Regions from separate parts of the Mus musculus genome. Here region 1 is linked to region 2. Evidence: chromatin contacts called from public Micro-C data. All regions are on one chromosome and are shown on one strand. The core of a region is the stretch at or near the end of the contact, and the rest is flanking DNA. Distances in the headings are between cores, read along the strand shown.

Evidence for each region. Hi-C and Micro-C count contacts between places; a contact is called where the count stands out from the background.
Region 1: a contact with region 2 is called in a Micro-C map of muscle stem cells, with 4 times the contacts expected there. The contact joins two enhancer-like sites. A contact is called at or near these places in 3 of 484 Hi-C or Micro-C datasets (cerebellum, muscle stem cells and myocytes), 1 of 115 datasets of contacts at active chromatin or transcription factors (embryonic stem cells) and 1 of 9 other capture datasets (embryonic stem cells).

Annotation. Positions count from the first base shown.
Region 1 is chr5:142,312,593-142,319,356 of GRCm38.p6, forward strand. No RefSeq gene overlaps it. Among named protein-coding and RNA genes, the nearest start is that of Gm30998, 47 kb to the right of the region's middle. Within about 2 kb of position 1,524, at least 30 of the 459 cell types and tissues checked have an H3K27ac peak or open chromatin away from gene starts, as enhancers often do. A contact at or near this core is called in muscle stem cells and myocytes, where this site is marked.
Region 2 is chr5:141,846,122-141,853,395 of GRCm38.p6, forward strand. All of the region lies in intron 5 of Sdk1 (sidekick cell adhesion molecule 1), which reads left to right. Among named protein-coding and RNA genes, the nearest start is that of Gm24131, 280 kb to the left of the region's middle. Within about 2 kb of position 1,775, at least 2 of the 459 cell types and tissues checked have an H3K27ac peak or open chromatin away from gene starts, as enhancers often do. A contact at or near this core is called in muscle stem cells and myocytes, where this site is marked.

The sequences.
Region 1 (6,764 bases), core at 274-2,773, 470 kb after region 2:
TCCAGGGACCAAGCTAGCCAGGCTCACCTAATCATCTAACTCCAGGACCAGTGAGAAACCCTTGTCAGAGGCCACACACATAGGTAGCCTCGGCAACCCCGTCTTGTATGGAGTCTCCACCTCGTATTAGGCTGAATTCTAAGAAACAACCAAATTCCCAGAAACGGCTCCTAGCCCCAGGTTTCCCACATGAACTTAGCCTAGGCTTAGTTGGTCAGCACCCAGTCAGGACTGAAACCTAGCAGCTGCTAAAGTGGCTCTGACTGACTGATCTCTATCCAGACTCGGTTGTCAGAAAAGCCATCTGAGGTATTTGACAAGTATTAACACACTCTAAATGCCCGGTGTGAAAGACAGATGGAAATGTTCAGCCCTTACCTCTTACCCCTCCTGTTTGTTTGTTTTTGTTTGGGGGTTTTTGTTTGCTTGCTTGTTTGCTTGCTTGCTTGCTTGCTTGCTTTAAAAGGTTACTCTGTCCTGCCCTGCTGACAGAGTTTGAATCCTGAACCCAGCCATCTCCCTGATATACAAGACTTTGAATAAAGAAACTTTTGTTGTCTCAGACTTGGTTTTCATGGTGATTTATTCCCACCTTCTCAGGCTCTAATACCCCATCTCAAAAAAGGAGTGATTGGGGCTGGAGAGATGGCTGTTCTTCCAGAGGTCCTGAGTTCAATTCCCAGCAACCACATGGTGGCTCACAACCATCTGTAATGAGATCCGATGCCCTCTTCTGGTGTGTCTGAAAACAGCGATAGTGTGCTCATATACATAAAATAAATCTTTTTTTTTTTTTAAAAAAAAGGAGTGATTGAGGAAGACACCTCTGTCCTCCACATGTGCATACATGATCAAACACATACATACATGCGCACACACATACACACATATACACTACACATACCATACACAAATGCACACACACATACACACATGCACACATGCATACACACACACACACACACACACACACATGGGGGTTCTCAAATGTGCATATAACTAAGAATAAAACAAATCCTGAGTTCAAATGGGCCTCTTCAGCCCTACATTAGCAGCCTTTCTTGTCGCTATGACAAAAGTAACACAAGGACAGAGGGTTTATTTTAGCTCATGGTTGACAGGCTAGAGTCTATCTTGGTGGGCAAAGCACCCACCATGGTCACGAGGCATCTGGTCACACAGTGTCCACATCCAGGAGAGAGGGAAATGGGGAGTGCTGGTGCTCAGCCTGCTTTCTCCTCCCCTCTGAGGTTTTCCTTTGTATTCGACCTGGGATTCGATGCAGCGCAGCCCACACGCCTCAGCTAACTCTATCCAGAAATGTCCTCACAGACTTGTCCAAAGGTGTGATCAGTGAATCACAGGACACTTCAAAGACACCCCCGGCAGCTGAGGACCAAGTGTTCAAACCCAGGAGGTCATAGGAGGCACTAGGAGCCTGTGGGAGGATGCTTCAGACTCGAGTCACAAACAACAGAAAGACCTTGAGAGCCATCAGTGTGGTCACCAGCAGCTGCTGAGGGGTGACTCAGCCCTCGGTAGCTGGCATCGCTTCCATTCACAGTGTGTTCCGAAGAGCTGGGTGGATGGATACTCAGCCAGCACCAAAATAGAATTCTTCAGAGACAAGACAGCTGAAAGGGCCTGGGAAATCTCCGGCAATTCATACCGCTGCAAAAAAGTAAACTCCCGCCTTGCTTCCTGAATTTCAGAGTGATTTCTCCCTGACTTCCTCCTGTGGGCTTTTGTGAGTCAGCTTCACTGAATATCCCTGGTGGAGGGGCAGTTTTAGGGTAACAGGCGTGAGGGCGCAGGGGCTCCACACTTCCGTGGGATCAGCAGCAGTAAGGGCAGGTATACAGAGGTAACAAATGAGCAGTAGCCCAAACTAAACGTGGCCCCACCCCTCCTCACAAACATGCCAAAATCACTTTTAGACTCTACATCTTTGATGCTTTATATCCATTTGTCTGTCTAGAGACAGAGTCTTGCTATATTGTCCAGGCAAGCCTCGAGTTCATAATCCTCCTGCCTCTGCCTCCTGAGGGCTGGAATTACAGGTGTGAACCACCCTGCCCAGCTATGTGTGTGGCACACATGTGAGTGTGTAAGTATACACACGCACGGAGGTCAGAGCAGAATGCTGGCTGCCTTCTTCAGCTACAAGGCAAGCTCAAGGCCAGCCTGGCCTACATAAGATTTTGTCTCAAAACAAACGAAGTAACAAACCCTGGATTGGTCCAAAGGCCTCAGCCACTAGATTACTCAATTTTTTAGAAACAGGATTTGATACATCACTCAGGTTAACCTGAGCTCAGAGTCCAGCCCAGGCAGGCTGACTTCAGCCTTATGACCCTCCTCCCTCAGCCTCCTGAGTGAGCACCTGGATTACACACATACACCACCAGCACACTAATTTATTTCTCTAATCAAATACAATGTTTGCTCAAATGTCATCCATCAATGTTATCACTTTTACTCGCTCTCTCTCTCTCTTTGTGTGTGTGTATCTGTCTGTCTGTCTCTCTCTCTCTCTGTTTGTGTGTGTGTGTTTCTATCTGTCTGTCTGTCTCCATGTCATTTGTTTGTCTGACTGCCAGATGAGCCTATTCTCCTTCTGTCACACTTACTTATTTTGTGTCATGAGTTTTCTCTTTCTAGAACCCCTCATGTCCTGAGGCTTGGCGACAAGTGCCTTTTCCCACTGAACCATTACACAATTCCCAAGCCTACTATTCTCTTTTGCCTGAAGTTCTACGGGTTGTGGCAGAGGTAACAGAAGCCGAGGCAGATACCGAGGAAGTTTTAGATTTTGACTGTCAACTTAATTGGATCTGGAATCAGCTAAGACACACACCCTGGATGGGTCTTTGAGGATGTTAGCAGGAAAGATTGACTTGGGGGTGGGGTAAATGGGTGGCACCGCCCAGGGTCTGCAGGGAAGACAGCTGCTCACTTGCCTGTCTCATCTTCTGGCTCGTGAGTGCATCTATCCTGTTGCCACCATGGCTGTGCCGCCACCCTACACCCAACATCGGAACCGGGCATCTTCCACTTTCTAACATGGACTGAAGCCCAGCAGCTCACCAGGAATCATCCAGGCCGGCAGCAGCAGACTCACAGAGTGAGTGTTTTTGTTCTCCATTTCTTCAGCATACAGCCAGCCAGGGATGGGCTACCCAGCCTCTGTTGTGTAAGCCAACTAGCAAATCCCTCTTTTAATGTAAAATCACTCTGCCGGGTCTATTCCTCTAGAGAACCCTAAACACTTCTTCAACTCAGTGTTCACCCATTCACAAGTCCTTCCCAGCATCTAAAGAGACCAGGCTCCTGCCATCTTTTTTCATGGCTAAATGCAATACTGACCTTAGCTCTCACTCATCACCAGTTGAGCAGTGCAATCTTGAGTCTCCTCTCAGTTCTACAGCCCATGCAGAGGGTCACATGACCTCGGCAGACACGAAAGTGTCTGGGTCAAGACAGACGGTCATGAAGGATAAGCAACGCTTGAAGAAGACATGGCAGAGACCACAAGAGAGACATAATCCCAGTCAGACTTCACACCTGCCAGCTGAACAATAGCCAGTACTTAGCAGCCCACTGAGTACCCTCTGCCAGGGCCAGGATCTCTTCCTTTGGCCTGGCTGGGGTGGGGGGTTGTGTGAGAACCCAGCCTGCCACCTTTGCCACCCAGTTGACCAGACTGCGTGGTCAGCACAAGAGGCAGCCTCTGGCTCTGGAGACCTGGCCATTCGGTAAAGTTTTAGCTGCACAAGCATGAGGACCTGAGTTCAGTCCCCAGAACCCATATAAAAGCCAGGGCATAGCGGTGCATGCTGGAGTTTGTCAGCGAGGTTAAACTGGCAGAGCCTCCTAGCCTAGGGATCCCTCCGCCTCCGCCTCCGCCTCCGCCTCCGCCTCCGCCTCCGCCTCCGCCTCCGCCTCCGCCTCCGCCTCCTTGCCCCCCACCCCCCCGCCCGCATTTCTGGGATTACAAGGGCAGACCATCATACCTGGTTACTGGACACTGAACTCCAGGTCCTCACACTTCCATGGCAAGCACATTAGTGACTGAACTCTCCCAGCATAGATTTTTTTTTTCTAGTGAGTTTTGTGTCGAGACAAGACATCACTATGTAGCCCAGGCTGACCTTGAGTGATTCTCCTGCCTCAGCCTCCTGAATGCTGAATACATACGTCACCATGCCTAACTGGAAGATTGCTGCTCTGTGTGTACAAAAACTAAAGTGGCTTGGGTGTCCTCCAAGCCCAGAGATGTTGCTGGGACCCTGAATCCCAACGCTGCCTCCTGATATCTCCATCACTCGTCCCTGCTAAACGCACTTCAAGTGATCTCACACTACAAAATCTTTACTCTGGAAAGCCACAAAAAATTTTCCTCCATAAACAGTATTGCAACTTGGGTCCAATGACGTGGCTCAGTGATCAAAGGCACGTGCTGTGTTTAGTTTGAGAACCAATTTCCTTAGGTTGTCCTCTGAACTCCACGTGCAATTGAGGTACATGCACAGATATATACAGATATAGATACAGATGTAAACTTAGATGTAGATATAAATGTAGATATAGATATAAATATATAGAAACATATATCAGCCTCTGCATCAGCCTCTCAAGTACTAGAATTGCATGTAAGGCATAGATCACCATAAATAACCTATGGTTTTATTTTCAATGTTATTATTGTTACTATTAATATTATTTATGGGGGGGGGGGTCGGGGGCAGAGGTCAATCTCAGATGTTGCTCCTTAAAGTAATACTCTTTTATTTTTAGGGACAGGGTCTCGCACTAGAACCTGGGATGGCTGTTTTTTGACTAGGTCGGCTGGTCAGTGGTCATCATTGCACTACAAGCATGCATTAGTAGTCCTGTCTGGTTCTTCTCAATGTGGATTCTAAGGCACTGACTAATCTATCTCCCAACCCCATGACCATCCCTTTTTTTTGGGGGGGGGGGTGTTTCAAGACAAGGTTTCTCTGTGTAGCCCTGACTGTCCTGGAACTCACTTTGTAGGCCAGGGTGGCCTCAAACTCAGAAATCCACCTGCCTCTGCCTCCCAAGTGCTGGGATTAAAGGCATGCCCGGCCTGACCATCCTTCTTAATGTTCACATAATATTCCTTGATTAACTACACCACAGTTTATTTTCTCCTTTTTTACCACTTAGATTTTTTTTCTAATTTACGCTACTATAAATAACAATGCAATTAACATCTCTATTTCTTCAGCTGGATCCAAATGTCTTATGAATTAACAGCAACTGAACAGGATTCAATTCTGTGTCATTGCTTTTCGGACAAAAACGGAATGTCCTGGTTTCCGAACAAGGAACCATCTAAATTTAGGCTTCTTGACAGAGCTGTGTGACAAGCCGAATAGCAATGACAGAGTCCCAGCAGCACTTTAGAAAAGTCTATTTAGCTTGTTTGCCCTCGTTGAGGGACAGACTAAGTCTCACGTTGCTTCATCTTAAAGTGACTTTCAAGACCGGAAAATTTACCCTTGAAGGGATGTTTTTTTTAGGTACTGTATTTTATTTTTACTTTTTATCTGTGTGTGTACACTGTGTGTGTGTGTGTGTGTGTGTGTGTTCCTGTGAGTAGGGGTGCATGCTTACCATGACACATGAGTGGAGGTCAGAGGAAAAGCTCAGCTGTCAATCATGTCCTTGCCCCTTGGTGGAGCCCAGGTCTCTTGTTTGCCCCGCTGTGTACACCAGGCTACCCTGCCCATATGTTTCCAGGAATTCTCTTGCCTTCCTTCACCTTCCATCTTGCCTTAGAAGTGCTGGGATTCCAGGTATGCACTATCATGTTGACTTTACATGAGCTCTGCCCACTGAGCCATCTTCCTGGCCTAGGGACTTCTCTCTAAGTAGCATCATTTGGACATTTGTTCCTTTACGCAGATGTCCTTGAGCCTGGCTAAGCTCAAGATCGCCCACAAATGCATCCTCCTCGATGTATTTAAATCCCAGTAATACAGTCGCCCTTGGGATGCCTGGAGCTTCAGTTCTGGGACCCTCGGCGAACATTGTGTGGATACGTAGGCCCTGTATAGATGTGATGGTGCTTGTAGAGAACCCATGTCCATCTTCCCACGCACTTGCAGTATTCTTTATATTACTTAGACTAATGCAAGGTCAAGTCTGTGTAAACGGTTGCTAGACAGCATTGTTTAGGGACTAGCAACAGCAGTAACAAAAAAATGGTTGGCTCAGACTCTGTGTGTGTGTGTGTGTGTGTGTGTGTGTGTGTGCACGCTGTGTGCCGGAGAAATAGAGACCAGAAGACAATTGTGTTGTCCAGCTCTCTTCCTTCTTATCTTCCTCTTCTTCTTCCTTCTCCTCCCCCTCCTCCTCCTCTTTTTCTTCTTCTTCCGGCCTCCCAAATGCTGGAATTAAAGGCTCTACCATAACAGTCTTAACTTATTTTTTTAAGTATGTTATTTTTTAAAACTTACAAAATAGCCAGGTGGTGGTTGTACACACCTTTAATCCCAGCACTCTGGAAACAGAGGCAGGTAGATCTCTGTGAGTTCAAGGCCAGCCTCATCTACAGTGTGAGTTCCAGGTCAGCCAGGGCTACACAGAGAACCCTTGTCTCAAAAAAACAAAAAAACTTACAAAATACACATACACACACACAGAGCCCAATGTCCATTCATGTACTTGAGGCACAAGGCACATCTAGCCACAAAGAGATCAAGTTACCTTGAGACATCATGGAGGTGAGCCAGAGG
Region 2 (7,274 bases), core at 525-3,024:
CTGTAAACCTGGTACTGTGTGGATTAGAAACAGAAGATCACTGGGTTTGCTGGCCAACAGCCTAGCTCTGGGTTCAGTGAGAGACCCTGTCTCTGGAGAATAAGTTAGAGAGCAATAAAGCAGGACATCTGATGTCCTCCACTGGCCTCTGCATATGCACACAGACACACACACAGACACACACACAGACACACACACACACACACACACACACACACACACACAAAACACACCCCCCCCCAACACAAAAGATACTTCTTTCAACAGGTGCTTTTGATTTCAGACCTCAAAATGTACCTGCAGTAGCAGATTTTAAATGGCCAATGAAAGACTCTGGAAGAAATAGTGGGTCATTTGATATTTTTCTCTTAACATAGTGCCCTTGATCGAGAGAATCAACTGCCCTTCCCTGGGATATTTATGAAGCTGAAGTGACATGTGAAATGACCTGGAGTCCCTTCATGTTGGCATCTCTAGACAACTGTACCCAGTGTTCCTAATTTCTTTATCAATGAGGATGGTCTTATAAACCATTTGTTCTTGTCTTAAGGAACAGGCTTTTCCTGCCGTGAATGGGCTCGCTCCCTTGGGCCCCTCCCACCTGTTTGACCCATAAACCTTGATACTTCTTAGATCCAGGTGCAAACTGTTCACTGTTAAAATAAGACAGTTAAAAGATGCAGCTTTGGGGCAGAGATGTGGCTCAGTCATTAGAATGCTTGCCTAACCTGCTGGGAGCCCTGGGTTTGATGGCCAGCATCACAGAGGCCTGTCCTGGTGCCACACACCTAGAGCCCTAAAAAGATAGAGATGAGCAGTTCAGAGGTCATCCTCAGTTATGTAATGAGTTCAAGGCCACTCAGTGCTCCATGAAATCCTGACCCTTACTAGAGGTTAAGCTTTGGAATTAGGGAGATATGGATTCGGATTCTGTTTATAAGCAAACCCCTGACCCGTCAGCATATGTCTAACTAATCAGAAAATGGCCTGGCCTGATGGAGACTCCCCAATGCTAAACCACTCTGACCCACAGTGTCATAGTATCACACTAGCTAGAGAGACGGCTTTGGGGTGAAGAATACTTGCTGTTCTTACAGAGGACCTGGGTTCAGTTCCCAGCATCTTGCAACCATCCATAACTCCTGTTCCAGGGGGCTCAGTGCTGTCTTCTGGCCTCTCTGGGCACTGCATATACCCAGATGGTGATGCTGATGCTGTCTGTGTGGCCAGCAGCCACTCCGAGCCTCAGTTTACCCACATAAGGGATAGGCTGAAGATCAGCAGTGACTCTTTTACACATTGCAGGCTCTTAAAAAGTTTTTTAAAAGTATAAAAATAAAAGAAGTCAGGAAACATCTGAGAACACCATCTGTCACCCTGTCACATGTCACTCTGAAAGATGTACAGATGAGCACAAGAATGGGCCACATGTGGAGGCTCCCTTTCCCTGTCAGTGACACCTTATCACATGTCACCACGTGGCTCTCGGAGATGGGTTCCACCATCCACACTGTGTAGATTTCTTCCGGTGGTCTGCGCATGTCAAGTGAGACATGCCCAGTGAGTGACTTAGAATGCATCTCTGTAAATGAATTTGCAGGATTAGAAGGGCTGAGTATGAGAGACTTACTCCTTTGTATGTGTGTCTTTGTGGGTGAAAGTGGGAATGCAGATACACATGCGTCGTGGTGAGTACTTGGAGATCATAGGGCAACTGTTGCGAGTTGTGCTTTTCATCTTGTTGAAACAGGATCTCTTGGCATTGCTGGTCAGCTGGCCAGCCCAGTAGCTTCCAGTTGCTCCTGCCACTCTGCCTGCCATTCACTTCACCATAGATGTACTGGGATCACAGACGTGTCCCAAACTGTCTTTTTTTTTTTTTTTTTTTTTTTTTTTTTTTACTGTGGTTTTGTCAAGCTTATGTGGTAGGTGCTTTTTTCCACTGACCTGATGGCTTGATTGTCAACTTGACTACGCTGTGAGCTGACCGGGAGATTAATAAAGCACATCTCTGGGGCGTCTATGAGGACGTTTCCAGGGGCAATTCGATTAGGAGGCCTCGGACATAATCAGTGCTTCTACCCAGTGGTAGACTCAGTGGCACTAGACTGCAGGGAGGTGTGCGACTGTGCAGGGTGGGACCCGGTTGAGGAAGTGCATCTTTGGGGACATGTCTAAGGACAGTGTGTCTTATCCCTGTTACTCATCTCTGACACATAGTTGCCATAAAGTGAGTGATGACTCTCCATTGTCTACCATGCTTCCTGTCTTCCCATAGCCAGAACCAGAACAGGCCCACTGTATAGAAACCCTCCAAGAACATGAGCCAAAGGAAAGCTTTCCTTCTTTGCTTATGGCTAATATTCTACCGCAGCTGTAGTCTGATGCCATGAGTTAAATAATGAGCCAAATTACCACACTCACTTGGAGAAAGGCTGAATTGGACTTTCATTAAGGTATATGTGTTCATATTTCTGCAACTAAGATTTCTGAATAAAGTTATGTTCTCATTTAAATTTTTTTATGTGTTTTGCCTGCATTTTAAGTGAATTGTGTGCAGGCAGTTCCCAGACAGGCCGCTGGGCCCCCCGAAATAGGAGTTATGAACTGTTGTAAGATGCTGGGAACTGAACCCAAGTCCTTTGTAAGAACAGCAAGTGTTCTTAACCCCAGAGCCATCTCTCCAGCTCCACACTTAAACATTTCTAAATTCTTTGATACATAGAAGCATTTCTCCTCTCCAAACCAATAGTATATATCAAAATTCTTCATGTTGGAAATCTTTAACTCTGTTTTCTAACAATACATAAAAACTTTTAGCTACATACCAAGTCTTCCCATTGTGAGTGTGAAGACCCTGTGTGTCAGAGCCAGAGGGAATCCTAGAGTCGATGTGGTCCAGTCCCCTCTCTGCAGACAGGCAGAGTGAGGCATTAGAGAGCTGGGAAGATTTCCCTCTGCAGCTTTTCCTCTCTCCCACCTTCCTATATTGAAGTTGTCACCTTTTTTATTCCTATAGGAAATGCTGGTATTTTTCTCCTAACATCAAGGCTACCCTGTGACATTTAAATGTTGTTCTGTGAAAGTACAGCATGCATACAGAAAAGTCTAAAAATCTCAGTGGAAGAAGTTATCCTCAGTAAAGGCCTTTATTGTCACCACCTGGGTCAAAATCTAAAGTACTCATTCGGATTTCTCACCATAGATGATTGCAACTCTCTCTCTCTCTCTCTCTCTCCCTCTCTCTCTCTCTCTCTCTCTCTCTCTGTGTGTGTGTGTGTGTGTGTGTGTGTGTGTGTGTGTGTGTGTGTCATTTATAATGGTTTGACTCCTGATTTTCCAGTCTCACTGGGGTATGAAAGCACATGGCATTCAGTAGGAATTGCACTTTGAATATGGAATCTGGATCTTTTCCCAGGTGTACTACTGTTCTCATTGTTGTGACAAAATACCTGACATAATAAGCAGCTTAGGAAACACAGGGTTTATCTGGTTCATAGTCTAAGGGTACACTGACCATCATGGTGAGAAAACCATGATGGCAGGACCCTGAAGCAACTGCTCACACAGCATCAGCAGTCAGGACCTGAAGTAGCTGGTCACATTGTATCCACAGTCAGGACTGTGCAACAGCTGGTCATATTGTATCCATAGTCAAGAACTGTGCAGCAGCTGGTCACATTGTATCCACAGTCAGGAAGGAGAGAGAGAGAGAGATGAATGCTGAGACTCCACTCACTTTCTTCTTTCTATTCACCCAGGACCCTAGCCTAGGGAGCGGTGCTGCCTACAATTAGGGTGGATCTTCCATGTCAGTTAACACAATTTAAAAAAATCTCTCTCAGACATTCTCTGAGGCCTGTCTCTGAGGTGATGCTAGGTTCTGTCAAGTGAGTGAGGATATAAACCAGGACAGCAGTGTGATGCCATTCTCTCTCAATGAAGTGCAGCAGTTGTTTGTCATGGCTCCCAGTCAGACACATGATCAAGAAGTAAACAGTGGGTACTTTATATCCACAGTTCTGTAAACTGTGATGCTTGGCCAGTGAGAAACAATGTACACTGGATTTACAAGGATAACATAACCCCACTCTAAGCTGAGAAGTGTCTGAACAGAGTCGCATGGTTTTTATACTATCTACAACAGTGAAAATCACTCAACCTTCTTATCATCTGACAGTGAAGCTAAACCAAGAACCGTGAGGGCAGAATAGGGCAACTTGTGAAAATGTACGGTGGAGAGCTCATTACTGTAGACTGAAAAAATAGTCTGTATAAGTCAGCTTGAACACTTGGCACAATCATTGCTTGACAGAGACGCTGTAGTTATTAGCTACGAGTGGGGGTGAAGGTGAAACCAGGTATATATCTGGGAGCCTGAAGGTAACCTGAAGTCCCCACACAGGTTATTTGGTATCTCAGTGTGGTGGTTGATCTTGATTGTCAACATGTCTATGAAGAAGAGACCTCAACTGAGGTATTAGCTCCAGCAGATTGGCCTGTGAGCATGTCTGTGAGGCATTTTCTTGGTTGCTAATTGATGTAGGAGGCCTAAGCCCACTGTGGGTGGTACTATTCCTAGGCAGGTAGACCTGGGCAATATAAGAAAGGTTGCTAGATGTGATCCATGAAGAGAGCAAGCCAGCAGACAACAGTCCCCCATGGTTTCTGCTTCAAGTTCCTGTCATGCTGGAGTTCCTGTCCTGATTTCCCTCAAGGATGGACTGTAACTGAAAGCTGTAAGACAAAATAAACCCCATTCCTCCCAAGTTGGTTTTTTTTTTTTTGGTTTGGTTTTTGTCTTGGTGTTTATTATAGCAACAGAAAACAAACTAGAACAGACCCTTAGCCAGCCAGGACACTACATGCCACTGTCTTAAGACTATGTGTATATGTGTACGTGTGTGCAAGTATACACGTACATGTATGTATGTGGAGGTCAGAGGTCAAACATTAGGTGTCTTCCTTAGTTCTTCTACCTGATCATATGTGTGTGTGTGTGTGTGTGTATGTGTGTGTGATATGTCTCTGGTGTGTGTACATGAGTGTATGTTTACACAAGCCTAAACAGAAGAGAAGATCATGTTGTGTCTCTGATGGTCAGTCTCCAGGTGCCTTCAGACAAGTCTGTCACCAAACTCGAAGTTCACCATTTAAGCTAGGCTGACTGTACAGTGACCTCCTGGTCATCTTTCTCTACTTCCCACCAAAGGCTGGCATTACAGGCATATCCAACCATGTCCAGCATCTTACATAGGTGCTAGAGATTTGAACTCATGTCCTCATGCTTTGTACAGCAATGATTTTACAGACTGAGCCATCTCTCCAGCTCCTACCTCAGGACTCTGGGGACAGAGCCCATACCTTTGACTCCTGAATCTCCTTCCTCAGGGTCCATGTTGCTCCTAAGCTTTTTAGTGACTGTTTCAGTTCCGGCACTGGTGGCCAGCAGCCAGCAGCTCTCCTACCCCCACTCTCAGCCTCACTTAGCCATTCCCTTAGTGTCTGGGATGGACAACAGGTTTAATCTTGTTGTTCAGTCAATAGCTTTTTGCATTATCTTCCTTTCTGTGGTTAATGTACCATTTTCCCCCTTTTCTTCCCCTACACAAACACTGACATGCCTGAAGTGCTTTCTCTGCTTGCAGAGAAGTTATAGCCTGGACTGTAGCAGAGCAGTGCTCTGATTAAAGTGATTAAAACTATATACAGCGTGCATAATTAACCTCTGCGCGCCTGTCACCGTGAGCTGATGCGCTGAGCTGATACCATATCTGTCTGTGGCAGCCAGCGTATGCTACATGGCCATCTTTTTTTTTTTTTTCCTGAAGAATTTTAATCACTTGAGATAAAGAGTAAGAGAGAGAGAGATAGATCAAGGCCGTATTAATCCTCTCAATGGCTTTATAATTTCCCTTCTTTTCTACTACTGGTAATCAAGAAAAATAATGCTGACTTAATCTGGAGGCCAAGGTCATCCTCTCCATGTTCCTTAATGGGAAGGATGTCGCCATGAGAGTCCATAGGAACCAAATGTGCCTGGCTTCTCAGGACAGACGAGTGAATACCAATCTCAGACAGAAATGGCCTAAAGCATTTGCCACAATGCAGACAAATCCCCCGACAACTGTTGGAGTCCGCACAGTGGCCCCACCTGGCCATCAGTGACGGCAAACTTGGGAATGAGCTTCCGTAGCCAGCCAAAGGTCAGCAGGGCGTGGCCCTCTGATTAGCAGTTGGACAACACAGCTGGAGCGGCAACGCTGCAGCTGAGGGCAGGGTAGCCCCTGAGTGAACTCTGATACCTTCTTGGAGAGGTGCCAAGAGCAGAATACAAGTGCAGTGATCTGAGAACACTCAGTGACATTCTATGACAGTGCTTCTGTTACAGTTTCTGTCTTCCTTTTTTTTTTTCCCTTTCTTTCTTGGTTTGTTTTTGTTTTTAAGAACATACAGACAGATGGGAAGACAAACAGCCCCAAGCACCTGAACATAACCAGGAAGAAGTCCCCAATCCTGTCATCCCCCTACCCCGCCCCCCGCCTTACATGGTTTCTCCAACCAAAACACACCCCAAGGGTCAAGGTGACAGACTTAACATGGCCTCTACAGAAGGACTCAGAGCAAGCTGGCAGAGCCGCCAAGGGTTCTCTGCTCACCGTTGGGATCAGTACCCTGGCTGTGAAGGCAGAACCTGTCGGGCAGCTCCGTGGATCTCAAGTAGCATAGACGGTGTCCAAATGAAGCGTCATCAGACAAAGGAGACCTGGAGAGCTTGCCTCATGTCTACACAGGGTGTCGGGAGTTGAGTTCTTGCCTAGCACGCATGAAGCACTGGGCTCCATCCCAGCACTGTATAAAACAGATGTGGTAATGCATATCTGATATCCTAGCAAGCTCATGGTCATCCGCAGTATGTTCAGTATGTTCAAGGCCAGCCTTGGACTATAGGAGACCATCTCTAAATAAATAAATAAATGATAACATGGGGGACTTAGGATGACTGGATATAACTGGCTATTCACACTAGAAGACAAAAGGAGGAGCAATCTTCACCGAAGCACACAAGACCTCAGAGTGACTCCCCAAGGCACAAACCTGTGACAGGAGCCCCCTCCCTGTATGTATCACATGTATAGGTCTTCAAAACAAATGCTATGTCTTTCTTTTTTCTCCAAAGGACAGCTTCCTGGTGGGCCGAGGAAGCTTAGGGCTTTGCTGTCAAGGCATGCCAGGGTGGGTGGTGTGAAAGGCTAGGTGAGATAGATGTCTCT